Linked DNA regions of Sus scrofa: regions 1, 2 and 4 are each linked to region 3. The links are chromatin contacts, called in public targeted proximity ligation maps. All regions are on one chromosome and are shown on one strand. The core of a region is the stretch at or near the end of the contact, and the rest is flanking DNA. Distances in the headings are between cores, read along the strand shown.

Region 1 (7,016 bases), core at 69-2,568, 210 kb after region 3:
TACAGTTTAATAGCTGCCATGTGCTTGGCACATGGTAGGGGATCAGTAACTATATATTGAAAGAGGGAGATAAATGGATGGATTAGGGGTGGGGAGAGAGAGAAATTAAAGGTAAGGGAGCATTTGTAGAAGACTCTGGTAATAGTTTGGGAGAGGAGCTAGCCAAGGAAGTAACCAAGCCCCATCAAGAAGACCAAGAGGTTCCATTGTCATGAACTCACCTAAGGAAAAATGAGCAAGGACAGAGTTGGTCAGCCATGCCGCTCACCATCAAAAGATCTGGTCAAAGAGAATAAGGATGGAGGAAATGTCCTAAGTGAGAGTTGAGAGAGAAGGTCCAGTAGTGGGAAGGTCAGAAGCCAGCTTCAAGGAGTTTAAAAGTAAGGAGGAGGCCACTCTGTAACAGTCATCAATCTTCTTATCCGGCCCCCTTCAAACTCAGCAAAAAAATGCTCCTTCATGTCCATGAATCCTTTGTGCAGCAGCTCATTCCATCCCCAGGACCTTCCTCCAGCCACGGCGCCCTTTTCTCCCATATGTCTGCAGGCTCTCCTCCTCCCTCTCCAGGCTCTCTCTCCTGTCCTAACACTGCGTTTCCCAGACCCTGCTCTGCTTTCAAGCTAATGTTTCAAAAGAATCATTAGAGACGTTTTCAAGTGGGGGAGGACAGAAGTTTGAGCTTATGCTGAATGTCTTTTGTAGAAAACAAGATTATCTGGAAGAATGAGTGGTTAAGGGAGTAAAGATATAGGGACAGGGAGAAGGTTGGGACAGTTTATACAGCGGTTCAGTTAGGAGGCACCACCCTGTAGGTCCAGAATATTTTCATCACCCTCCAAAAAAATCCCGTATCCATGAAGCAGCCACTCCCTAGTCTCCCCTCCCTTTCCAGTCCCTTGCAGCCACCAATCTGCTTTCAGAGTCTCTGAATTTTCATAGTAGGGACTTCAAAGAGATGGTTGAGTGGGAAGGCGAGGGGATCGTGTAGAGGTAGAAGGCGTTTGCTGATCGGCCTGAGTCAGAGATGAAGCAAAGAAGGAACAGCCTCTACTGGAAAGGGAGGAGTATGGCAGCTTCTGCCAGGACCAGAAAGCTAGGGAAAGGATGAAAAACATGGAGAGTGTGCTCACAGTAGAGCAGATTTGGATTAAGAGCACTTTTCCTAGTAGCTTTTAAGGAAACCCATTCCCCGAGCCTTGGGGCGCGTCTGAATAAAGCATGAGGATAGGGAGGAAATGAGAGGAGGTTTTATAGGCGATTCCTGAGAGAGCCCATAGCAGGGGGCTCTGTTCCCTCCCCTTGATTGTAAAATGTGTGACCTGAGACAAGGTGGCTCAGGACTGTGTGCTGGTCACCAGAGCTGAACACGGCTCCCTGACAGCCTTCCCACCTCCCCGGGGGTCCCCAGTTCTGCGTGCATTTCCCAAATCAGTGCTGCTGGGCATTGTGACAGATAGAGGGTCCTGGGATTCGGGTTTGGGGGCTTCTGTTTTTAGAGAACAGACAAATAGCTTTTAAGGGGAAGGAAACAGGACACCAGCGAGCTTCGTGTCTGTGTTCTCTTCCAAGAGTGCTGCTCCGTAATGTAATTGTATTCAGACATTTTTTTTGCATGACATCAGGGAATAGCCTCCCTTAAAAGCTTTCATGAAAAAGCACAACTATAAAACAGACTCAGGCAATGAAATGGAAACCAGACGAGTGGGTCTGTGTAATTCGGGTAAAGAGATTTCTCCTTATGGCTTTGTGATCCGATCTCTGCTCTCTGCATAAAAGTCTATTTCACAGGATCCACTTACATATGAGTCTTACCTTGCAGGTGCTTCTAGACATAAAATGTCTTGCTTTCTTAGCAAACGTGATGAGGTGTAGGAAAACAAGGGTTCCCTCCGCAGTGGCTGTTCAGACCACCCTCCTCTGCCTGCCCCCTTTCCAGCCCTCTGAGTCTAAACCTCTGTCCTTGGGTGAGCCAACCAGCAGCAGGGAGGGAGGGCTGGCCCCTCTTCGCCTCTTTCGAGCCCTATGTACCCCTCCATCTGTCCACCCCTCCCACCCCTGCTCAGGGCTAGTCTTTGGGACATGTGTCCGGGGGAGCAATACTCACTGAGGAGCCCTTTTCTTAACCCCACCCCCTTTAATTTAAAGACACAAGGGTATAAAATTGAATTTCCCACCATCCTCTATTCTTGGCACACCCTCTGGCTCCGTCCCCAAGGAGATCTTTTCTTTCTGTATTTTTTTTTTATTAAGGTGAAATTCACGTAACATGCAATTAACCATTTTAAAGTATACCACACGGTGGCATTTGGTAATTCATAATATTGTGCAACCATCACCACCCTGTAGGTCCAGAATATTTTCATCACCCTCCAAAAAAATCCCGTATCCATGAAGCAGTCACTCCCTATTCTCCCCTCCCTTCCTAGTCCCTTGCAGCCACCAATCTGCTTTCTGAGTCTCTGAATTTCTCTATGTTGGCTATTTCATAGAAATGGAATCATATAATGTATGACCCTTCCTGCCTGGCTCTTTTCACTAGGCAGAGTGTTTATAAGCGTCATCCATATTGTAGCATGTAGCAGTGCTTCATTTATTTTTATGCTCAAGTAATAATGTGTAGTATGGATGTACCATATTTTGTTTATCCTTCATCCAGTGATGGATACTTGGGTTGTTTCCGCCTTTTGGCTACTGTGAATAACGCTGCTGTGAACATTCATGCACAAGCGGTTGTTTGAGTACTTATTTTCAGTTCTTCTAGATGTATACCTAGGGCTAGAGTTGCTGGATTATATGGCAGTTCTGTGTTTAACTTTGAGAAACTGGCGGTCCTTTCTTGACGGAGTCTCCTAGGTCTGCTCTGACGAGGAATAACAGGGGTGGACCACCCCTTCCTCACCCTCTAAGACACATTGACCTCATCCTGCTAGATCTAGAGAGAAACTGAAGGAATAAGCCAGAGGAAGCAGGAGTCTTTCTGGAAATGAAGAAGTCACCAAAGAGGTACTGAAAAGGCTGGACTCAGGCAAGGCAAGAACTTAGTAAGATAGGGACTCAACAGCCTGGAGTGAAGGAAGATGGGAAGCTAATACCTGCATGGCTGGTATGGCCCATGCACTCGTGATGGGGCATGAAAAAGGAGGGCCAGGAACTTACTTATTCCCGTAACTATGGGGGCAGGGGAGCCAGGCAGAATGAACCCTTCTGCTAAGGAGTTAAGACACTCTGGCTTCAAGGAGCCACTGAAAAGCTTTTTTTTTTTGGCCTCAGCAGCGTGCGGTACTTGATGTGGGATCTCGGTTCTCAGACCAGGGATTGAACCTGAGCCATAGCAGCGAACGTGCTAAATCCCAAGCACTAGACCACCAGGGAACTCTCACTGGAGACCTTTAAAACAAAGGGTTAGAAAGATTGCCCGGACCACAGGGTAGAGGAGGGATGGCTTGGAGACAATGAAGACAAGACTGGAAGCAAGGAGGCAGGTTGGAAGGTTGCCCTTGTTCCAAAGGAGGACGTGTGAGGGTGAACCTCAGAGCGGGGGTGGACAGGTGCAGTTGTCAGGACAGGTGACTGTGGATACAGAGGTGAGGACCAGAGGCGGGATGCCAGGGACAAGAAAGGAACTCTGAGGACGAAATTTAGAGGAGACTCGCTTCCTTTCTGTCCCTTCAAGCCCACAGAAATCTCAAAACGAGTTCAGTGTATTTTGGCCTCACCATTTTGACCTGGAGGACATGGCAACTCATGTAAATACAGATTTTTAATCTGAATTATACTAACATTGATCAGTTTTCATCAAGAAATTATTTTCTGGAGTTCCTGTCTTGGCGCAGCAGAAACGAATCCAACTAGGAACCATGAGGTTGCGGATTCCATCCATGGCCTCAATCAGCAGGTTAAGGATCCAGCGTTGCCATGAGCTGTGGTGTAGGTCGCAGACGCGGCTCGGATCTGCCGTTGCTGTGGCTGTGGCATAGGCCGGCAGCTACAGCTCCGATTCGACCCCTAGCCTGGGAACCTCCATATGCCACGGGAGCGGCTCAAGAAAAGGCAAAAAGACAAAAAAAAAAAAAAAAAAGGCAAAAGACAAAAAAAAAACCAATAAATTATTTTTCACCGTAACTCTATCAGACCAATTTAATTCCTTCATCCATTTTCCACATAGAAAAGTTAAAATTTTCTAATGTTCTGCCTTATTTTCTTAAGTTTTAATTCTTTTACCTATAAACTTAACAATGAAGATTTACTTTTTGGTCAATAATTTTACTCAATACGAGTTTTACCATAGCTGGTTTTAGATTTTGTCAGTTTTGGTTTGGAAGGGGTTTGGGGGCCGCTGGAGTGACAACGCCAGATCCTTAACCCACAGTGCCACAGAAGAACTCCAGGGGTTGCGTTTATTTGTTTGTGTTTGGATATTTATTTCCACCAGGTCACATTTCCCCTCCAGTTGTTATTGTTATTATTTGCAGTTTTCAGTGTCACAAAAAGACATCTTTGGCCAGTTGTCATAAATTTTATCATGTGCTATTCAGCCATCGTCAGTCTAGTTTTATGTTGATTGTTTTCACCAGCAACATTCATGGCGAGATCAAAACATCCTCAAGGTCAAAAACAACCTGCTTCTTCCCAGATTTCCTCTTCATCTGAATCTCTCCTCCCCCGCCTCCCCACTCTCCAGAGGGCTGATACTGAAAGCAAAGGAGCTGTTCTGGGCAGGGGACTCCAGGGCCTCAAAACCCTTAACACCCAGATGCTCTCCGGGCAGCTCATTTAAATCCAGCCAGCCACAAGTTTGATTTTTTTTTTTTTTTTTTTTTTTTTTTTGTCTTTTTAAGGCCGTACCTGCGGCATGTGGAAGTACACCACAGCCCCAGCAACACAGGATCCAAGCTGCATCTGCGACCTACACCACAGCTCATGGCAACACCGGATCCTTAGCCCACTGATGGAGGCCAGGGCTCGAACCCACATCCTCATGGATACTAATTGGGTTCCTTACCGTTGAGCCACAACAGAAACTCCAAATTTGATCTTTTCTCCCTTTTAGTTGCTAAAAACTCAGAGCCTCACTGCTCTCTGTTCTCTGGTCATTTCTTTCCTGGCTTGTTTTGAGCCTCTCCCTTCCCCTCCCTCCCCCAGGCTTCTCTAAGCTCAGCCCCCCCCCCCATCCCCCGGCCCAGGGTCATGGCAGCAGGCAGTTTCCGATGTCTTTGGGAGGCAGGCCGCAGTTCCAGGGAGGCTACTGGGGAATGTTGGTCACAGATAAGAAAGGTGCTGGGTCACCTGGGAGTGTACTCAATTTCTTTTCTTTTTTTTCTTTCTTTCTTTTTTTTTTTTTTTGCTTTTTAGGGCCATACCTGTGGCATATGGAGGTTCCCAGGCTAGGGGTTGAATCGGAGCTGTAGCCGCTGGCCTACACCACAGCCACAGCAATGCAGGATTCAAGCCACATCTGTGACCTACACCACAGTTCATGGCAACACTAGATCCCTAAGTCACTGAGCGATGGCCAGGGATCGAACCCACAACGTCATGGATCCCAGTCAGGTTCGTGAACCACTGAGCCACAAAGGGACTCCTGAACTCAATTTCAAGACACAAAATCCCCAGAAACTTTGAGATCACAGGCAGTTAGATTTTAAGCACTGTTTATAAATCTTAAAATCACTTCATGAGTTTGGGAGTCATTTCTACCTTGATTTGCTACTTTTATTACCATGGACTACCTCTGTTCTTTTTTTTTTTTTGTCTTTTTGCCTTTTCTTGAGCCGCTCCCGTGGCATATGGAGGTTCCCAGGCTAGGGGTCGAATCAGAGCTGTAGCTGCCAGCCTACGCCACTGCCACAGCCATGCCAGATCCGAGCCGCGTCTGCGACCTATACCACAGCTCATGGCAGCGCCGGATCCTTAACCTACTGAGTGAGGCCAGGAATCAAACCTGCAACCTCATGGTTCCTAATCGGATTCGTTAACCACTGAGCCACGACGGGAACTCCTTTTTTTTTTTTTTTTTCCTGTCATGGCCACACCTGCAGCTTATGGAAGTTCCTGGGCCAGGGATTGAAGCTGAGCTGCAGCTGCGGCAGTGCTGGATCCTTTAACCCACTGCGCCAGGTCACCGATCGAACCCACATCACCACAGCTACCCAAACTGCTGCAGTGGGATTCTTAACCCTCTGCCTCACAGCAGGAACTCTTGGGTCATCTTTGCTCTGTTTTAGAACTCTGAAAGCCTGGGAGTGAGGAGGGGGCCACAAGGGAGCTTTCTGGATTCAGGATGAGGCTGAGCAGTGATAGTGGGAAAGTTCTCAGGAGAGAAACATGACCATCCTGAGTGTTTCTGATTTCAGACTTCTTCTAGTCTTCAGACACGCTTCCAGACCATCCTCATCCACTGCTTTCCATATCCACCAGTGTGTTGGGGGAGCTAAGCAGCGCCCCATCTTGAGCTCTGTGCTGCTCCCCAGGGCTTGGACCGGACGCATCTTCAGGGGAGCACTGGTTCCTGGCAGAGCACCCCGTGCCCGTGACAGCTTTGCTGAAATGAATCAGTCGTTTGGTTTCTTCCCTTCTCCCACCTCAAGCCCTGAATAAGCTGAAAGCATTGAAGGGAGAAGTGGGGAACCAGGGAGGAGTATGACGGGGTGGTGCCAAGGGCCAGGGAAGCTTCTTGAAGGACTCAGAGGGAGCCAGTCAGTCCTAAGAGCTCAGGCTGAGAAGAAATTCCCTGTAAGAGAAAGAAATTCCAGGAGTGAAGTAAACTCAAGAAGACCAGAGTGATTGCAAGGAAAGGGAAAAGAGAAATGGCAGGCTCGAAGCTGGTGAGTGAGGAATGCGGACAGTGCCTGCAGAGCCCCGGAACTCTGCCTGGGCCACCCAGCAGGGGAGGCTGAGGAAGGGAAGCCGCCCCAGGAAGCATCTCAGGCTGCCCAGCCCTCCCCGCTCCCCCCAAGAGGGCTTCCCAGTCCGTAGGCATCCTCGCCAAATCCCACCTCCAGCAGCGCTTCTCCTGC
Region 2 (7,012 bases), core at 1,374-3,873, 180 kb after region 3:
TTCTCTAAACAAACTGCTGCTTGACTGACTTTTGTTTGTCTTTCAAGACTCAGTCTAACCATCACCTCTTCCAGGAAGCCTGTTGCAGTGAGAAATGAATGGGTCAGTGTGAAGCATGGCCTTGAGGAGGAAGAAAGGCCAGGCTGAAAGGCATTTAGGAAGTAGAATCAACAGGACTTGGTGTTGAGGCTAATATAAAGGGAACATTCAAGGATGGCTTCCTGGCTCTGGCTTAAATTTAAGACTGGAAAGTCTGCTGGTTCCTTTCACTGAAATTAGTTCGAAGTTAAGGCATCTTTGGAAAATAAAGGTAGAGATATTTGGAAATCAAAGAGATATACAGGTCTAATCATATTCTCCACCTTCATGTCTCTTTCCTCACTGCCACCCAATGAGCATCACATCAGTGGTGTTCGAGAAAACCAAGCTTTAGGAAGTCTGAAGGAATTGAAAAAGCATAGGGATTATTGTTTTGTTTTAACTTAAAAACATTTTTTTTAATTATAGGGTTTTGTTTTAAACATAGGGTTAAATAAAAGGGAAACCCAAGACCCAAGCCCTGGCCTTGGCCTCTGCTGCCGTCTTACCCTTGTATTACCGGGCAGGGATTCTCTTCTATCCAGTACTGGAAGGCTCTTTTTACTCTCTTCCGTTTCCAGCCCAGGAGAATAAACCGTGGTCCCTGCATCTGGGGAGCTTTCAGTGTAGTTGTGGAGAAGGGATTTACATAAGAAAGGAAATAATTGCTTTTTTAGATGGTGAGATTCAAATTCTGAGTGTTATCAAGAGTTCAGACCAATCAAGCATCTCGTGTCCCTGGATCCCTCTGAAACAAAGTTGTCTTTGGTATCCTCTTCGATCTTTCTTCTAAGTGACTTTTAGGCATTTTTTTCACATCCAATGGAGGACTGGAAGGGGACCTGTTACAATTGTGATATAATCATTGGACCCATAGGAATAAGAGCAAAGGTTGATCAACTTCAGTGAAGTTGGGAGTTCCTCTCATGGCGCAGCGGAAACGAATCCGACTAGGAACCGTAAGGCTTCGGGTTTGATCCCTGGCCTCACTCAGTGGGTTAAGGATCTGGCATTGCCAGGAGCTGTGGTGTAGGTCACAGACACGACTCAGTTCCTGCATTGCTGTGGCTGTGGTGTAGGCTGGCCGCTCTAGCTCCAATTCGACCCCTAGCCTGGGAACCTCCATATGCCGCGGGTGTGACCCTAAAAAGCAAAAAAAAAAAAAAAAAAAAAACCACCAAACTTGGGTGAAGCTTCTTCGGGGAGGATAATATCAGTCTGCAGCACATTTTCTGGGTGACTTGGGCTGCTCCATCCCCGGCTCACATTGGGCAGACGTGTGTGGAGTAACGTGCAGTTCCTGAGTGAAACTGAGTCCTGAGCAGAAGCCATCGGTTCATCCTGAATTGCTGGAGCTGGTTAGAGCATTACAAGCAGTGAGGAGGAGGTCAGAGCTGGCGGATGGCCATCAAGAACCTGAAAAATAGGTGTGGGACTGAGAGACAGAGGGCAGAGAATTACATGGGGACAAGTCAAGGACAGACCAAAGTCATTTAAGGGGGAAGAAGAAAAGTTGAAATGGACTAAGGGGGACAAGTTGAGGATCATAGGGGTCTAAGAAAATATTAAGAAAGGAAACTTTGGGAGTTCCTGTCGTGGCACAGTGGTTAACAAATCCGACTAGGAACCATGAAGTTGTGGGTTCGACCCCTGGCCTTGTTCAGTGGGTTAAGGATCCAGCGTTGCCGTGAGCTGTGGTGTAGGTCGCAGACGCAGCTCGGATCCCGTGTTGCTGTGGCTCTGGTGTAGGCCGGTGGCTACAGCTCTGATTCGACCCCTAACCTGGAAACCTCCATATGCCGCGGGAGCAGCCTTAGAAAAGACAAAAAGAAAAAAGAAAGGAAACTTTGAAACCCTAGAGATCGAGTAGAATGAATAGATTCTGAAAGACGGAGTAAAAATTAAAGCCAAATTTATAACAGACAGGAGAGCACAAACCCCAGCAGGAGCCAGGCTGTTCTTAGTATGACTGGAGCGTTGGTGGCTGTTATCGGTTCTCTGTGGATGGATGAGGGAGCAGGGAGGCTCAGGAGGGTTCTCAGGATGGGCTCAGTTCCTCTTCAGAAGACGAGGGTTGATGCGTGATGGTCTTCCATGACGACCCACCCACCCGCCCCAGAGACAGCCCGTGTCCTTTCTTGAACCCTGCCCCCTCCCTCCCCTCACCCGGTCTGCCTCTGGGGTCCTTCCCGTGGTGGGTCCCAGCCCTGCCTGCTCCTTGCCTCGTGTTCTCGCCTTGATGTCCCCCTCATTTGCTCAGGGGCAGACTCTATTCCTCTTCCGCGGTCCCCAGCAGCACCAAACACAGGGACTCGGCAGGCTCCTGCCCCGGGTAACATCGGTCAGATCGTGGACCCCATGTAGACGTGGCCCAGGCCAGTGCCTTTATTGTGGTTCTTGGCTTTTTTTTTAGTTCCTGTCCCCCCAAAGCAAAATCTTGATTGAAACTTTGCTTTCAGAATTTATAAGCTCACACAGCCACTCAAATCAACACTGGGCTGGTTTCCCAGAGCACTCTTGATGCATAAAGTTTCATTCCTGAGAAGCATGAGTCATTGTGGACAGCTGGGCCTTAGTCAGCCAGGCCATACCTTCTAGGCAGCCTTGCCTAAGTCTGGTTGCCTCCAGAAGCCTTTCGACTCAAAAGGGTGTTTCCAAACCTTCCCCCTTGGGGCCCCTCTCTTCCAGCATGTGTCTAACTCTCAGGTCTCCCTTTCTTGCAATGCCCACCAAAAAAGGAGTAACTGTTGCTCATTAAATACTGGATTTGAAGCAGTGTTTATACCCGCTTGTAAATCACATCCTAGGTGATTCGGATTCTTTTGGGCCTTCTTAGGACTGCAGGATACACTTGCCCTCTGGAGATGTGTCCTCACCCTCCTGCAGAGTGAGGAGCAAGTCATCCGAGATGCAGCCACGGAAACCGTGATGACCGCCGTGTCCCAGGAAAACACCTGCCTGTCAACAGGTACCTCGTTTTCATCCTTTGATGCCTTGTTGCTCTTGGACAGAGATTGGCACACGTTTTCTGTAAAGGGCCAGGGAGTGAACATTTTAGGCTTCGTTGGCCACTTGGTCTGTTCCAACTCTGCCATTTTAATGGGAAAGCAGCCATAAACAGGAGGTAAACAAGCAGACCTGACAGTGTTCCCCTAAAACTTTATTTACAAAAGCAGGCGGCTATCCAGATTTGACCTGCTAGCCAATGTCCAACCCCTGTTCTAGATTTTCATAGAGAAAAATTGCTTTCAAATGTAAAACTCTCATAAGTTGTGCCATTTGTTAGTTACATTGCCATCCTTTTCAAATAAGGCCGAGTCTTGATTATCTGTGTGGCTACACAATGCAGGAGTCATAGATCCATCGTTTTGTTCCCCTGCGAGTTTCTACACGTGACAGAAACAGTTGAGTATAAGTCAAGTTTCTCCTTTGTGCCTTGGCCCCTCGTTCGTGGCAATGTTAACCCAGGAGGCGAGTGGAAAGAGGAGCAGCCCAGCGGGGGTGTCCTGAGCTCAGAGCCACTCAGCCCGTGATGTGAGCCGTTACAGCCCTGGGCCTCAGTTATGTGTATGTGGTGGCAAAGGGTGAAGGAGACAAAGGCACCTCCTGGCTGCAAGTGGAAAATGGGCTGCTGTAGGGAGCGGGGTCAGTGGAGCAGAAGCAAGGTCACACCTCTGGACAAGTGGCCATCTGGGAGGGTGACGTGCATTCCCTGCACTTGGGGCCAGGTGTCACCAAAGATCTCCGGGTCAGCCATCCCCCAGACAAGTCAGAGCACCATTTTTGTTTGATTGGTTGGTTTTTTTGGTTTTTTGCTTTTTAGGGCCACACCTATGGTATATGGAGGTTCCCAGGCTAGGGGTCTAATTAGACCTACAGCCACCAGCCTATGCAACAGCCACAGCAACACCAAATCAGAGCCTACACCACAGCTCACGGCAACACTGAATCCTCAACCCACTGACCGAGGCCAGGGGTTGAACCTGCAACCTCATGATTCCTAGTCGGATTCGTTTCTGCTGCACCACGATGGGAACTCCAAGAACACCATTTTGAGACAGGCAGTCACAGGCTGAGCTAAGAAGTCCACCCGAATGGACAGCAGAAGGGGCAGGGAAGAGCCAGACAGTGTCTGTAACTGACTCAGTGCCTCTTTTACCCATGGCTGGGGCCGTGGGCCTGCAAGGTCCTGGAATGTGTGAGCTTCCCTGTACCTGCGTCCTCTGCTGCCATGGACTGGGTACATTTCTCTGCATGTATGTGGGGGAGGCTGGTTTCAATAATCTCCCAGGGATGCTGCCCCAGAACAGGTGTAGCCAGGGTCAGCTTTGCCTCTCAGCAGGAAAGCATTCAGATTGGCGCTGCGAGTGGTGGACAGGCAGCCTCCTCCCCACCCTGTCCCAGGCTGTCAGAGCGCCTCAGACCTGAGGTTCTGCCATGAGTGATTCATCCCTTTTTTCAGTTGTGTATTTTCCTTGGAAGGACGCACAGAGCACCCAGCAAGTGCTCAGTATGCATTTGGTGGAATATAACACTAGATTTCTACTGGGACCTCTACCAAAGGCAAGAAAGATCATTTCATGGTGGAATTCATAAGTGGACTTCTTCCCTGCTAAACTTTAGTTTTTACCTACTACTTTTATTTCACTTTTTTTGTCTTTTTTTTTTTTTTTTTTGGTCTTTTTGGGCTGCACTCACAGCATATGGAGGTTCCCAGGCTAGGGGCCTAATTGGACTTACAGCCACCAGCCTACACCAGAGCCACAGCAACGCCAGATCCAAGCTGCATCTGCGACCTACACCACAGTTCACGGCAATGCTGGATCCTTAACCCACTGAGCCAGGCCAGGGATCGAACCTGCAACCTCATGATTCCTAGTCAGATTCTTTTCCGCTGTGCCACGACAGGAACTCCCTACTACTTTTATTTCTTTCAGAATTTTTCCAAGTTCATTTATAGTAAAGAACATTACCATGTTCTCCCTCCTCCTGGTTTGAATTTTTTCTTAAGAAATAGAAATCAAAGGAGTTCCCATTGTGGCACAGCGGAAGCAAATCCAGCTAGGAACCATGAGGCTGCAGGTTCGATCCCTGGCCTCGCTCAGTGGGTTAAGGATCCGGCATTGCTATTAGCTGTGGTGTAGGTCACAGACTCAGCTCAGATCTGGTGTTGCTGTGGCTGTGGTATAGGCTGGCAGCTGTAGCTCCAATTAGACCCCTAGCCTGGGTCTCCATATGCCGTGGGTTTGGTCCTAAAAAGCAAAAAGAAAAGAAAGAAGTAGAAATCAAAGAGTTCCCTAATGGCTCAGCCAGTTAAGGATCTGGCATTGTCACTGCTGAGGCTCTGGTTGCTGATTTAGCTAGAGTTTGATCCCTGGCCTGAGAACTTCCATGTGCCATGGGCACAGCCATAAAAGGAAGGAAGGGAGAGAGGAAGGAAGGAAGATCAGAATTGAGTGCCTTTTGTGTGTAAAATTCCATGAGTGAAAGCCTCAGGGCATAATTGATGTAAAAGCTTACTTGTCTATCTTTCTATTCCCCACCTTGGTCTGCAAAAGATTTGAAGTGTGAGAAAGACAAGAATTCTGTAATAGCTAAATGTATTCTGTTACCTTGGACCAGATCCTGTACTGGAGGGGTGAAAAGCCATACAGGAAATTATTAGAATAGCTGACAACATTGAAATGTTGTTTGTAGATTAAAATCAATATGAAATTTCCTGAATTTGATAACTAAACTGTGGTTTTGTAAGAGAATATTTTTATTCTTAGGAAATACTCAACTGAAATATGAAGGGGGAAAGAGCCACAGTGCCTGTAATTTACTCTCAAATGGTTCAGAAAAAAAATAAAACTATATGCGCATATAAATAGTAAACATGGGGAGTTCCCCTCATGGCTTAGCAGAAACAAAACCAACAAGTATCCATGAGGACACAGGTTCGATCCCTGGCCCCACTCAGTGGGTTAAGAATCCAGCATTGCCATGAGCTGTGGTGTAGGTTGCAGGCTTGGCCAGATCCACATTGCTGTGGCTGTGGTGTAGGCTGGGGGCTACAGCTCCAATTCAACCCCTACCCTGGGAACCTCCATATGCCGCGGGTGCAGCCCTAAAAAGACAAAATAAATAAATAAATAGTAAACACAGACGTTCCCTGGTGGCTCATCAGGTTAAGGATCCGGCAAAGCCATTGCTATGACTCAGGTCACGCCTGTGGTGCAGGTTCAATTCCTGGCCCAGACACTTCTGCATGCCGTGAGCACAGCCAAAAAAAATAGTGAACACAGGTCGTTGCTATACTTGCCTCTTTTCTGTATGTTTAAAATTATTTCAAAAGAAAGTGTTTTTTAAAACATCCAATTCCGCAAAAAGAAGACTAACACAGTAGATGGTGATAGACCACCTGGCTGGTTTATCCTCTCCCCTCTCCCCAGTGTGATTCCTTTCCCCGAAATTATATGAAACCATTCCTGCACTCCCCCCACTTTATAACTCATTCTGAGTGAATTTTTGCATAGAAAAATCAAAGTCAAGCCAGACTCCTAAAATTCAAAGATCTCAGCAGCCTGGCGTCACTTTGTGGGGACACTCGTTCAGCACGTCCCCGTGTGTTCTCTGTTCCTTCTGATAGCAACAGAGAACCTCCGTAATGCAATGTCATTGACTTAAGCAAAAAATACACATCTTTCCGCTTTAGACTGAAAAGCAGCTGAGAACTGAGCGTCACCCCTGATTTTTCGCTTTAGTCAGACAAGTTTAGCAGCTGATTCATCAGAACAATAGTGTCTTGTTTTGACTTCTCTCAAGGACACCACGCAGCTGATGGTGAGTCTTCACATTCCTTGAGCGCATAGGGCTTTTGTAACATACCCCACTAATGGTTTGCTCTTTGGTGTTCCAAGTTCATTATGACTACTGAGTCTTGCATACCTTG
Region 3 (6,926 bases), core at 3,528-6,027:
TTCTAAATAAATGGAAAGATATTCCATCTTCATGTACTGGAAGACTTAATATTGTTAAAATGGAAATACTCCCCAAATTGATCTACAGATTCACTACAGTCTTGGTTAAAATCTCACTTTGCAGAAACTGACAAGGCTATTCTAAAATTCAGAAAACAAAGCAAGAGACTCAGAATAGCCAAAATAATCTTGAAAAAGAACAGGATTGGAAGACTCACACGTCCAAATGTTAAGACTTATAACAAAGCAACAGTGATGAAGACATTGTGGTAATGCCATAAGGATAGACTTATGTAAATCAACAGAATAGAATTGAGTCCAGAAATAAAACCTAACTTTTAGTAAAAAAAAAAAAAAAGGTGCTGATATAGTTCAGTGGGGGAAAGAATAGTCTGTTGAACAAATGGTATTGGGACAACTGAGTATCTACATACAAAGGAAAGAATTTGCTTCCTGTCTTACACCATATTCAGAAATTAACTCAAAATGGATCAAAGTCCTAAATGTAAGAATCAGAGTGATAAAACCTTTAGAAGAAAACATATGTGTAAATTTTTGTGTCCTTGGATTAGAAATGGTTTCTTAGATATGACACATAAAGCACAAGCAACAAAAGAAAAATGATGGATAAATTAAACTTGATCAAAATTTAAAATGTCTTTTCAAAGGATAGCATCAAGAAAATGAAAAGACATCTGACAGAATGGGAGAAAATCTTTGCAAATCATATATCTGATAATCATATATTTGACTGGTATCCAGGATACCAATGATAAAAAGACAACCCAATTTAAAAATGGACATTGAATTGAATATATTCCTCCAAAAAAAGATGAAAGTGGCCAATTAGCACATGAAAAGATGCTTAACATTATTCATAATCAGGAAAACATAAGTCAAAACCACACTGAGATACCATATTGTATCCATTGGGATAGCTGTAATAAAAAAAGATGGGCAATAACAATTACTGGGAGGATTTGGAGAATTGGTGAAAATGAAACTCACAAACTGCTGGTAAGGATGTAATAGGTACTGCCATTTTGGCAATTTCTCAAAAGGTTATAACATAGATTTCCCGTGTGATCCAGTAGTACCACTTCTTGGCATATGCCCTAGAAAAGTGAAAACTTGTTAACACAAAAATTTGTATGTGAATGTCCAGAGCATCATTATCCGTAGTAGTTAAAAAGTAGAAATAACCGAGTGTTCATCAGATGATGAGTAAATTTTTTAATATGGTATATCCACACAATGGAATACTCTTCAACCATAAAAAAGAATAGCATTCAACATGGGTGAACCTTGAGAATGAAAGCCAGATGAAAGAAACCAACATAAAAGGCTGCCTCTCACATAACCTCATGAATATGAAATGTCCATAACAGGCAGTTCCACAGAGACAAAGTAGATTAGTGCTCACCTAGTGCAAGAGGATGGGAATAACTGTTAATGTGTACGGGTTTTCATTTTGGAGTCATGAAAATATTCTGGAATTAGATAGTGGTGATAGTTTCCTACTTTGTGGATATAGTAAAAACTTCTAAATAATGTCCTTTCTGATGGTGAATTTTATGGCATATGAATTATATCTCAATAAAAGGAAAATTAATTTTTCAAAAATTTTTTAAAAGTTTATCAGTTGGTCGCCTTTGGAGGTTGCTATAGCATGAACGCATTATTCTGCAAACTGGTAAATTCGTGGAAATAATCTGTACTAACAGAATGACCAAATAGCTCATGAGGGAAAGCCTTTTATTTTAGAGGTAGTTTTTCTGAAAAGTATAACTAATTAATGGTAGACTATCACTCTTTTGCTATACCACTGGTATAGGTAATGATGATCATAGGCTCCTAATCAGTGAACTTGATGAATGGATTAGGCTGCTTATCTATCTGATCCATCTTAACATTATTAAAAGACATTATGTGTCTCCTGCCTGCAGGAGAATCAAATAAGGGAGTGTTCTTTCTGGGGGCACCCATTCATTTTGTCAAGCAGTTCTTTACAGTTCTGATAAAGTGCGCCTTAGTGGACATCCTCTTTCATCTCCAGTTTTAACTTTATTGCTTCTGGCAGTCTGTCAGAAAGTTTGGTTTACGGCAATGTGTTTTGATTTTTCTTTTCTTTTTATGGTTTTTGTGTGTGTGTGCAATTCCTAAGAGGCGACAGGGTCCTGTATGACTCTACCAAGTCATCTTAAACCTAAGAAGTCTTTGGGAACCAAGTCAATAGAGGAGAGAGATAATGAAGACCTGAGCTTGGACAGATGTTGATAGAGTAACAGGACAGAGCAATTCATTTGCAGATATTGGGCAGGGCATACAGTAGAGACTTCATTGATGTTTGTTAATTGTTGAGTGGACATAAGTGAACTGGTCCAGTTTTAGGTTTCATTGCAGTTATGCTATGAATTGCGCCAGTGTATCTATGCTCCAATTCTAGAGTTACCATGCACGAACTGAGTCAGTCAGTGCTTCTGGAGGAGAGGTTGCAAGCTGGTGGCTGAAAGGTCAAATCTGGCCTACAACTGTGTTTTATTTGGCCTCCACCACAGTTTTTTTTTCCTTCTTCTTCTTCTTCCTTTAATTTGTTGCCAGCATTAAAAATAGATTTCACATAAAAATTGGGGTTTCTGGCTTCTTTTGAAAAAGCAGAAGATCTGGCAGCACTGGGCTTACATTCCCTCTGGGCAACAACTTCAGCTGCAGCTGAATAGCGACTGCATTAGACCCAGTTCTCTGCTGCTTTTGTCTCACTCACTGGCCCTTGTGGGCATTTGAGTTTGTGATCCTTTCAGCAGTAGTTTCGGGAAGCTATGGTCTCCATCCTACATTGTTGCTTTTAATTACCTTTCTTCTTATGTTGCTGTTTAACACACCATATGATGCCCATCTAATTAGGCATAAGCTCTGTGTTAGCAGTAAGTGTGTGTCTTCTATTTCTGGATGTTCTCTGTGGTGCTGGTATAGGGCCTTACACATTGTGGGGAAGTCAATACATGTTTATACCTGTCTACGCTGATTTGGCAAGGTAATTGAGGAAGCCCAGTATGCATTCAGGACATTTTTATGATACAGGAAAGCATCCTGACACATTGATTTGGAAATAGATGTGATTCATGCTTATTAATGATGGTTCTTTCTTCTTATTTTTATGAACCAGTTATCTCAGATAATCTTAGGGTTTAAAATTACATTATTAGGTTACTGGCATTGTGCGGGTAGTAGCATTTTAGATACGATATTAAATATTTTTCTGGCCATGTTAATAATGTGGGTTCTTTGAGTTAGGTCTTATATTTTCTCATAGGCAGATGACTACAGAAAATAGATGGAGAGAGCTGAGCTTTTTACTGGGGTATTATTCATCATCAGAAATGTTGTGGAAAAATTAACTTTTTTTTAAAGTGTTATTCGATGATATAAGCACAAAGAAATAAAACAGTTGGTGGTAATATTAGAAGTATGAAAAAAGCTGTGTTGTGTGGATGTGGTTAGACTATAGAGCTCAGTTTGAGAGGAAGTCATAGAGGGAATTACTACAAAGTTAGTGAAAATTGTCTTATTTTATGAATAGAGACCATATCTCCTTTAGCCCTCCACTAGGAAATTGGGTAATGATTTTGAATATCTAGTTTTAACATTGTAAATGTTGGTGTTATGCCATGAATATGTCTTAACCTTTATTGTATATACATTTTTACATTAGGTGAGAAATTCATCCACGCTTCTCTTCAGTACCTTGATCACAAGGATATTTGGAGTTAAAAAGGGAAAGGATGAACTTTCCAAAAAAAATAGGTAAGCTTCATCTAATGCTAACTTCCCTTTTTACAAAATATTGTCGTGGCCAAAAATAATTTTTGGAATTTCACTTACTTTTATAGATTCCTCTAGAGTATATAACTATAAAAACACTATAGTAAATTAATCTATGCTGCCAAGTTCTAAACCCTTGGGTAAAAATATCTACTGTTTAAATAAGTGGACCTTTCAGAGCAACAAAAATATAGCAAGGTAGCAAGGACTTGAAATGTAGAGCTCGTTTCCCAGTGCAACAGCTAAAGTTTTGTTGATTTGCATCTTCTTCGAGTATTCCCGAGATGTCTTAAATTGCTTTTTCTTGATATGTCATCAAGTACTGGCTCGTGCCATATTGTTGCTTTTATAGTAACTGGAAGTTTAAATGTTTATGATGTGCTCATCAGAACACGCCCCAGATTACATTGCATTAAGCTCTCACCAAGGTGAGCAGTTGCAAATGTTGGCCACACGGGATAAACAGTGCTTGTTTACTTTTAGGTCTTTGTTGTGTTTGTTCCCTAAGAGGTTTTTCTGTTAAGGTTTTTTTTTTTAAATGTCTGGAAAAAAACTTACTGAAACACTTTGATTATGAGGAATTTTTAGATACAATGCATAAGTTCTGTTTGGTGGTTTTTAAAGAGAAGCTTTGAATAGTTTCTTTAGTACTTAGGCTGGTTTTAATGGTAGTCTAGTGGCTTGCATGAGTTAACACTAGATGTCACTGTCGCTGCATGCTTAATTACTTTTAACTTCAGGATCTGATTTGGCCCAGTGGTCTTCCTCTGGATGAACTAGAGATAAATCAAGCTCCATTCCTCTCCTACCTAAAAAAGTGGATGATCGCACTTTTAATTTCAGTTTTAATCTGTTGTTTATTAAAATATGTATTCTTGGCAGTTCCTGTTGTGGTTCAGCAGTAATGAATCCAACCGATAACCATGAAGATGCTGGTTTGATCCTTGGCCTCACTTAGTGGGTTAAGGATCTGGCATTGCCATGAGCTGTGGTGGAGGTCACAGACGCAGCTTGGATCTGGCATGGCTGTGGCTGTGGTGTAAGCCAGCAGTCGCAGCTCTGATTCAACCCCTACCCTGGGATCTTCCATGCGCCACATTTGCAGCCCTAAAAAGCATATATATATATATATATATATATTCTTATGATGGAACTAGGTCTTAGGAATTAGAAAATATCATGAAATAATTTTGTAATACACTATAAGTAATTCTGGTGAAACCTTCTGGTAGTTCTGAATTGTCATTTAAATTGCTACATATCACCCTATAAAATTCAATAAATATTTAAATGGAAAGCAGTTGGCTATAAATGTGTGAATCCCTTGAGTATATTAAGGAAAGGCTAGAGAAGTTTTTTTTTTTTTCAGCTGAGTTGTATTTTTCATAACGATCACATTATTCCTTTGAAAGGATGATTAGTAAAAAGATGATTTTTACTATTTAGCTGATTCCTAAATAAATTCTTCCTGTCACTAGGTTGAAATCGCTGATATGTGTTTCTTTTTAGGTTTGTTTATTTTGTTAATAATTCAGTTGTGCTAAGGTTTAAAACAGTTTGGTCATATTATAATGTAAGGCCATGATAAGTAGTGTAAATAAAATACGGTATGAGGTTTATCAAGCAAGTGAAATTGATGTTTAAAGCTGAATTCAAAAAATGAAGAAATGCTTTTTTTCTCTTTTACTTTTTATGAAGAGAATGATTCTTGGATGTGTATACAAGTTTTACTATGTACAGGAGAAAATGATCAGATTCATTTTGCATAGGTTACATCTGAAACAGGGTGGAAGAGTAGCACATAAAAGCACATAGTCCTAGTCTCTTTGCCACAGCATGCTTATGGCAACCCCATTATAACTTCATTCCTCTCAAATAAGGAAGGTTACAAAATATATAGCTTTCCTAGAAAGAGGGAAATGGAATAGTCACGTAATTGTTTTGAGTAAAAGCTAAAAAGTGAAATGAAGGCATTAAGAAGTTAATTTTTTAATGTGATGAGCATCTTTGGTAAGAGTTTTTATTTCAGTAATCTGAAGGTTGGTATATCTCATTACATAGACAATGCTTTTATTCTCTGTTTAATCCTTAAAGGGTATATTTCTTGGCAGCATCCACTGGATTTGCTTTGCGAAACTTTGAGTGTCTTACACTTGCCATTATTTGTTATGGTTCTTTTAGCTGTAGTTTATTTAATTATGCCACTTTTGGTCAAAATGTTTATATACCTGTCCCCTACAATATTAACTCCCTGAGGGTGGAGCCTTTTCCTTCTAGTCTGTGTATATATGGTGGGCACTGTAAGAATGCTAGTGATAATGATGCCTTGTTGACTGGTTCCTCAACCACTGAATAACTAAACTCAGCTGATGACACCGCCTAGGTCAGTGGAGTCTACGTTCACAGCCACAGATGGTTCTGCACACAGTCTTGCAAATATGTGCTCTTGATCAGAAGGGAACTAGACATAAAAAGAACATCTGCCTTTCCCATCTAGTGGGGGAGAAAAAGGTCTATCTTGGAGTAAACAGACTTGGTTTCTAAGCATTTTGCTGCCCCTGGAGATGACCTTAATAGACTCCCTTATCCGCTCTGCTCTTCAATTTCTCCATCTATAGAACAGGAATAATAAGATCTGTTCTGTACTAAGAGGGCTATAGGGAGGATAAAACAAAGTTTTAACAGTTCATTTTCCTGAAAAATATTGGAAGTCCTGTGCCATTAGAGATACATAGTTTGCTTTTTCTGTTACCACTTCTAGTATTTTACCCATCCCATTGTCTTACAGTTACACTGTGCTTTTGGAGTACTGGGTCAGTATCTTATCCTTTCTTTTTTACACCTGGTGCCTAGCATAGTGTCTGGCATGTAATGGGCAAACAGAATACTTGCTTAATGAAGAAGCAAATTTTGTTACTAGAGGAGGAGAGATAAGAACTCTGGTTTCTGTTTTGTTGCCATATAGCCACAATAACCAGCTGAGACAAGTTAACCTCTCTGGCTTTGGCTTTCTCCTCTAAGAGACTTGGACTATCCTTGAGGTCTTATATTTCTATAAAATACTAAGCGAAGGCTTTCTGTAATTGTTACTAGAATTGTGAGTT
Region 4 (6,865 bases), core at 883-3,382, 130 kb after region 3:
CACGAGAGACTACACTTCCCAGGCAGAAATCCTGGGATTTAGGTCTGATTCCACTTTCCCACTGTCCCTTGGCCCTTCCCAAATCCCTCGTGCCTTCTGGACCGGTCCCCTCACCGAGGAAGAGATCCTTCTTTCAGAAGTCCTCAGAGGGGCCTCGGCCCTTTGCCACAGCTACACTCCCATGCACAGTTTCACTCCCATGCTGCTGGAATGAATCCAGTCGAGATGGGTTGTTAAAATATTCAGATGATCATGTGGCATGTTAAGGCTATCATTTGTGGTCCCTGCCAAAACTTTAAGGGAAGCAAGTCTTAACAGGGGTGGTTACTTACATAGCAAGTTTCCAGGCATTGCTGGGGGTTGGGTTTGCTTTTGGTTTGTTTCCTCTCTCCTCTTTCTTTTTTTAAAATAAAAGGCTTCCCAGTACTCCCCTACCCCCTTTTTAATTGCTTTTCTTTCAAACCCCAGATTTTTGGGGGGGAGGGAGATTCCCATCAGGACCCCTCTTTAATCCCCCAGCTCAGCCTATTCAAAGTCTCTTTGAGCCTCACGCATATTTGAACGATGAGAGAAATGAAGTTGGTGTATTTTAGACCCAAGCTTGTTGACATTTGTTCGCTTCCCTTTCAGACTTCTCAGGAATGTTCAAGGTCATGATATCTCAAGAGGAGATCCTGTTTGTATTTTTCGAAAACAGAGAGAAACATTAAGTTTGCACATTTCAACCCAAAGCAATGGACAAGGTGCAAAACAGTTTCTTCATTAGATATTCCTTTTAAAGGAATAAGCTGTTTAAGAAATGAAACTTGAGACTATATGAGGCATTTCTTGTTGACAGGCTGAGCTTATGGAAACCAGTTAGGTAAAAGCAGTCAGAAGTGATCAGTATACTAAACTGAACCTTTGTACAAGTTGCCCGAGATCAAAGCTTCTTCATATTGCCGTGAGCAATAAAAATAGTTCCTTTATGCAACTGCACATCAAGGGTTCAGCACCCAACTTTCTACTTTTTAAATATAGAAATCTTCAGACCTAACCTAGGAGTAGTAATTAGTTTGATAAAGGGCTCAGAAATAGCCATTTTGCTCCATTTGTGGCTGTTGGCTTCTTGGAATATTGCTGTTGGAAGATTTGGGCGGTGTTGTCGTTGCCCGGCTCCCAAGAGATGCAGGCTTTAAATGGCCTCAACACATTTTTATGATATTATGTAAAACTCTAACATAGGGATGGTGGTGGTGGTTGTTGTTGTCATTGTCATCCTTAGCATGTGATATATTCCATCTTTAGGGTAAATCAACACCATGATTACCTTTACTGAGCCATATTCCCAATGAATCTAAGCCAATTCATATTTGCAAATGGTACAGAGCAGTGTCTTAGGCACAGTGGGGCATATAGAGATGAAAGATATTGTCCCCATTTCAAAAACCTAGTGACTAAGGCAGGTATGGATTTAATTAACTAAACAAGTGAGAATTTGGTAAATGCTGGAATAGGGTCCAAGTGGATGACAGGAGGCAGTTAGTGGGAGTTGGAATGCCAAGGAAGTCTTCCAAGAGAAGGGAGAAGTCTCTAAAGGCGAGGCGAGATGTAGTTGTTTAGATGAGATTCATCTTCATAGATCGGAGAATGAGTGAGGTTACACTCGTATAGAGCCCGTGTTGGTAAGTAAGTTGTGACGGTCTCATTGCCCAAGTACAAAGGAAGGAATCTCAGTACCTCAGTACCGCGCTCAGCATTGCAGGGACCACTTTAGGCATATTTAATGACGTCTCTTGTCAGAGTTTGGTTAAGAGCCAGTCCAGTTGACAAGACATAGCCATGTGACGCTGACAATGACATTCATATAGAATTCGAATTCTGTAGTACACACAACAAGCACAAGAGTTCACAGAAGAATGTGGCCCGGGATAGCCAGGCAGGGCTTTCTAGGGGAGCTAGGTATTTGAGCTGCCTCTTGGACCCTGGATGTGATTTGGAAACCCCAAAAGTGGCAGGAAAAGAGCAGGTCACCCTGGAGCAGCCGCACCCTGTGGGGAATGCAGGTGCTGTGTTGTGGGACAGAAGACACGGTGTGTTCGGAGAGCAGTGCAAGATTTGGTGAGAGACCAGTTGTGGCAGGCCTTAAATGTCAGCTAGAGGAATTTGAATCTATCCCAAGAGTCGAGAGGAAGTCAGTAAGCTCAGGCTTACACGGCTAAGGAGGCTGCTGTCTCCATGCTCATGAGATACACTGAGGAGGGTGTTAAATCTTCCAGCCTCTCTCAATGGTCAACAGACGTTCCAGCCCCTCCTGGAGGTTAACAGAAGCTCTCTAGTAGCAATCCCCTGGCCGTGTCTGGCCCTTGGAAGCCCTTCTAGCCTGCCTGGGCAGCTAGTGATAGGAATAGAGATGCCGCTTGTGTGCATTTCAGACTAGGTGGCTCTCATCTGCTCAGTGTTGCTAAGAGGACTGTAGCACCACAAGTTTATAGCAAGAAAGGGAGTTTAGAGATCACCTAATCCAGTGGAATCCTCGCTTCAAACAGAAGCTTAAGTGGAAGTTCAAGACGTTCAAGGTAATCGAGATGGCAAATACAGTGCAAGTTGAGCTGGGGGCCTCGCAGCCCACCCACATGGCTTCTCAGCCCCTGGGAGCCCCAAAAGGGACTCAGAAGAGCACCGGACTCCCTCTTCCCAAACAGGGATCTCATCCAAACCAATACCCGTAGGTGGAAAAACAGACACAAGGAGCAGGTGACTTCTTCCTACTTGACAGATGGGTCTGGCTCCGAAGGTGGCCTAAATTGGGGATGTGGAGAGCACATTTGTTTTCTGGCCTCTGGATCCACTGCAGCCTGATCATCCTCCTAGAATATGCTGCAACCCCAGGCCCTTGGGCTGTCCAAGGGCCTCTCTCAGGAGCTGCCCTCCTTGGACATGACCCACGCCCTGGACCTTCTTGCTGTCAAAAGAGAACGGTTCTGGATCCCCTTTCCGCAGAAATCCACTCTCAGCTGGCTGACTGCCAGTTGCTATGACCAAGAAATCACACGGGCATGTTACTCAGTGCTAAATGTCAAGAAGTTGATTCTTATGGGTCGTACCACTGTCGTTTACTCATGATCTTCCAGAGGCAGCTCCTTTAACCGAAGTCAGTAACTTGAGCACAGGGTTTCAAGCACCATGCACACCTGGCAGGAGCACTGCGTTAGGCCTCGCTTAGCTTCCTGCGTCTTTGTGCTCACATTGAGCTGGCTCAGCCCTGGCACTTCGTCCTCCATGGTTAGGCTTCACGCTGACCCCAGGGGGGCTTGTGGGCATGTGAGCAGGTTTTATGTCCAGGGGCCAAGGGAGCTGCTTTGAGAGAGACCCCCCAAAGCCTCGTCGCCCTCCTCCCCCTCGGCTGTCAGTGATGCCCAGGCTTCCTCAGCCATTGGACTGGGCTGCAGGCCTCTGGAGGTAGCTTCTCACACACACTCAGGACCTTATTCCCTGCTTGAGCCGGAAGAGGCCCTCCCCGGTCCAGAGGCCCTGTGTTCCCAGGTGACCACAGGCAGGGCCACTTGGAGAGGCACTGGGTAAACGGAAAAGCCTCTAGGTGTGAACGCACCTCCCTGGGGTCGAGGGGAGGCAGGGTCACTCAAAGGTGGCAGGTCTGGGTTCTGGCCCCTGCTTAGTACTAACTAGTGATGTGTGGACCTTAAGTTCTTTGGGTCTCGGTTTTTATCCGTAAAGTTGGAAGCTCTAAAATGTGAAATAGATGAGGGTGGGGAAAGACACGGTGAGCAATGGGTGTGTGAGTTCAAAAGAGCTAAGCAAATAGAGGGAGTGTTTATTGTCAGATACTTGAGTCGGCCGTGCCGACGGGCCCCTAGGTTGGCCCTCACAGAAACAGCTATGCTTGGAGCCTTGCTCTCCACCAGACTGGCCCCCAGGACACAACACCAGAGCTTGCGGCTGCAAACCCAGATACTCTCCTTGATCGCCGTTGCGTCATACTTTTCATCCGATTGTGTTGGGAACACATAGACACAGTTTGTCTAGAAAACCTTGACTCCCTTCTTGGTTTTTGCCCTGATCTTGGGTAGGTCACCTGAGCGATGCCAGCTACTCTGTTGATTTCTAAAAATGGGAATAGTGGTGCCTGTTTTTCTTCTCTCTTAAGAATCTTACAAAGCAAGGATACTTTTTGAAAATAAAACTTTTATTACTACAATGGATCATTGCCAGGACTCATTTCCAAGTGCATGCGTTGCTGCACTCACATCAGCACAATTCTGTTGTCGGTGCCGTTGGAAGTTCTCACCTGTGATCTACATGCAGACCTCTCACGCAGCTTCTAGAAGTTTCCATTCACCTCACTTATGTACCCTTTTTAAAAGAATTCTAGGGAGGTGAGGTCTGAAAAGAAAGGAGACTTCTGTTAGCGTTTTATATAATAACTGAAGCTATATATCCGCCAAGCCCCAAACTGTACAATAAAAGTTTTCTTGGATACTACTTTTCTCCCATAATTCCTAGCACATTGCTTATTAAGTTATTAACCAGCAATTTCTCTGGCAGCATATTAAACTTTACTTTTAAACAAGTCACAGAGGGGGGGAAACATGCATCTCTCATAAAAGGAATAAAAAACATACACCCTCTAAAACAGTTTCTTCAGGCTTTGAACAAACCCCAAGCCCCACACAAGGTCTCTTTTTCCTCATTCTCTACACATAACTTGAGTGTTAGTACATCAATGAGAAAAAGATGCCTAATAGAAAGAGGGAAAAATATGAGGGCCTCTGGGGGTGTGGGAGGCTCCCTTGGGGGAGCCTCTGAAAAGGCAAGTGAGCCTTCAGGGAGGGAAAGGCAAAGCCTTGGTACTGAGCTTACAGACTTCCTCTAGAGCAGCGCACCCCCAGGGAAGCAGAGGCGGCTGTGGCCTCGACCTTGACCTAAGAAGGGCCTCAGGGCCTTGGGCAGACTGCCTGGACCTTTGCTGAGTGCCTACCCAGAACCCTGGTAAAGTGGTAAAGGCCCTTTGTCTTCACACACTCCATCCCCCGGGAACAAAAGCTGTCTTCCCAAGGGCGGCCCCAAGTGCTCTGTAGCGCGTGGCTGGGACGTTTGGTCCCTTTCTGGACAGACTCACAGCTCATGGTGTCTTGCTGTGTGCATGACGTCTTGGTAAGGACTCCCTGCAACCTGGTCAACCACCAGCGAAGGGCACGAAGATGGCTTCACTTTAAAAGGAAAATCCGAGCAGAGGGCTGCAGGGCAGCTTATACGTGTGGGTGTGAGTATAAACACTTGCAAAGCTCCAGACCAAGAAAGGCTGGATGGAAGTTGGAACATACCCTAAAAATGCAGCTCTGCCGGCACCCGCCTCCCCTCCCGCGGTGGCGGGCAAGGTAAACGAGCAGTCCCGGCTCGCCAGCCAGGCCCTGCATGCTGCTGCCAGCTGGCCTCGGGTGTAGATCTGGACTCTAGATGTTACCACGGGGGAAAATAACTTGTTTAAAAATATATATTCTGCAATTCATGACCGTTTGGCATCTCGGTTTAAACAGATCCCCTATTGTTTCTCTGAGAATGCCATATGATGGTTGCTTGGCTGGGGGCTGTGGTAAAAATGGAAATCAGAGGGGAGAGGGGGTTCTTTTTTATTTAATTTACACTTCCACATTTATATGACTTCATGTGGCCTGCATCAAAGGAGTACCTCCTGGCTCCTAACCACAGCAGCTCTTCCTTTTATAACCAAACATAAGGAGAGGCAGCGTCTGGTCGGCCGACCGCTCCTCTTGCAGAGTCTCCAACTGCCAGGGACGACAGAGGGGGCCCGCGGGAGCTCTGGGGGACCAGAGGAAGGTCAAGGCAGCAGCCCGTCAAGTCAGCTGTTCAGACTGTCCTCAGCGGCTCTTCTCTGATGGTTAGTCAGGGCCGGTTTCCTAGAGGGCAGGCTTTGAAGTGTGTTTTAAATACAGGACACTGTGTGGCTGGACATGTGTCAGGCAGGGGGGCCCCCCCGCCCCGCACTTATTATTCTTTTCTTCTCCCCACCCCAGCCCTGCCTCTCACCTGCCTTCTCTCCCATATTCCGCATCTTTGTTTCCTCTCTGCTTTTCTTCTGTCCAGCCTATTTCGGGGCTGGTGGCGGTCCCCAGGCTGATGCTTCATTAACTGACTGCTGACGCCATGGTGAGGGGCTGCCAGTGCTTCATACTCACTGCGCTGGAGAACAGAAGCCGCCTGAGTTGCAGTGAGCCCGTGGGAGCCCTGCTTAGAGGAGGAGCCCTTGGTGGGCTGTGCTGGGCCCAGCCCCTGCCAGGACCCAAGAGCCAAAGTCATCCTAAGCTGTCAAGCTTGTCTCCTGTACCTGTTTGAGTTTCTGGCCGGTGGCAGGCATGTTCCCACCGTTGTATCTTTGCTCCAGTGAACTCTCCTGCCTGGAGTTCCTTCTTTCCATGCACCATCAGTTCCTTCCCCATCTCCAGACCCCTCCTCCGTGATATTCGCTCAGATCGTTTTGTGAATGTCTTGGTTTTCTCCATGTATACCCCCAACACCGCCACACACACACACACACACACACGACCTAAGCTCTTCAAGGCCAGAACCTTGTCCCTTCCACTTCTCTTCCAAGGAGGATATCTCCCATGGTGCTTCGTAAAGCTTTCTAGATGAATAAAGTTAAGCCATGTGTCTAATCAGGATTCTGGGGAAGTAATTTTTCTGTAGGAACTGGAGTGACCTTAGACCCTGACTCTTGAAGTCCAGATAGGATCTCATGACTTAGAGACCTTAACACTCACTAACAGCGTCAAGCCAGAATGGTTGTCTTCAGCCCTCTGAAGATGGCAGTGGATTCTTCTGGAAGAGTTTCCTATGTCCAAAG

The links.
Region 1: a targeted proximity ligation map of skeletal muscle shows a contact between it and region 3. A contact is called at or near these places in 8 of 47 Hi-C or Micro-C datasets (blood, brain, embryonic fibroblasts and 3 more) and 1 of 2 datasets of targeted methods (skeletal muscle).
Region 2: a contact with region 3 is called in a targeted proximity ligation map of skeletal muscle. A contact is called at or near these places in 2 of 47 Hi-C or Micro-C datasets (liver and skeletal muscle) and 1 of 2 datasets of targeted methods (skeletal muscle).
Region 4: a targeted proximity ligation map of skeletal muscle shows a contact between it and region 3. A contact is called at or near these places in 4 of 47 Hi-C or Micro-C datasets (psoas muscle, retroperitoneal adipose tissue, skeletal muscle and 1 more) and 2 of 2 datasets of targeted methods (alveolar macrophages and skeletal muscle).

The regions. Positions count from the first base shown.
Region 1 is chr3:97,177,638-97,184,653 of Sscrofa11.1, forward strand. The region is part of intron 38 of THADA (thyroid adenoma-associated protein); the gene reads left to right. Among named protein-coding and RNA genes, the nearest start is that of ZFP36L2, 19 kb to the right of the region's middle.
Region 2 is chr3:97,148,673-97,155,684 of Sscrofa11.1, forward strand. It overlaps THADA (thyroid adenoma-associated protein), which reads left to right. Exons shown (of 40, transcript XM_021088406.1): 38 at 2,915-3,046. Among named protein-coding and RNA genes, the nearest start is that of ZFP36L2, 48 kb to the right of the region's middle.
Region 3 is chr3:96,968,269-96,975,194 of Sscrofa11.1, forward strand. THADA (thyroid adenoma-associated protein) reads left to right here. Exons shown (of 40, transcript XM_021088406.1): 28 at 3,713-3,804. Among named protein-coding and RNA genes, the nearest start is that of THADA, 100 kb to the left of the region's middle.
Region 4 is chr3:97,102,984-97,109,848 of Sscrofa11.1, forward strand. The region is part of intron 32 of THADA (thyroid adenoma-associated protein); the gene reads left to right. Among named protein-coding and RNA genes, the nearest start is that of ZFP36L2, 94 kb to the right of the region's middle.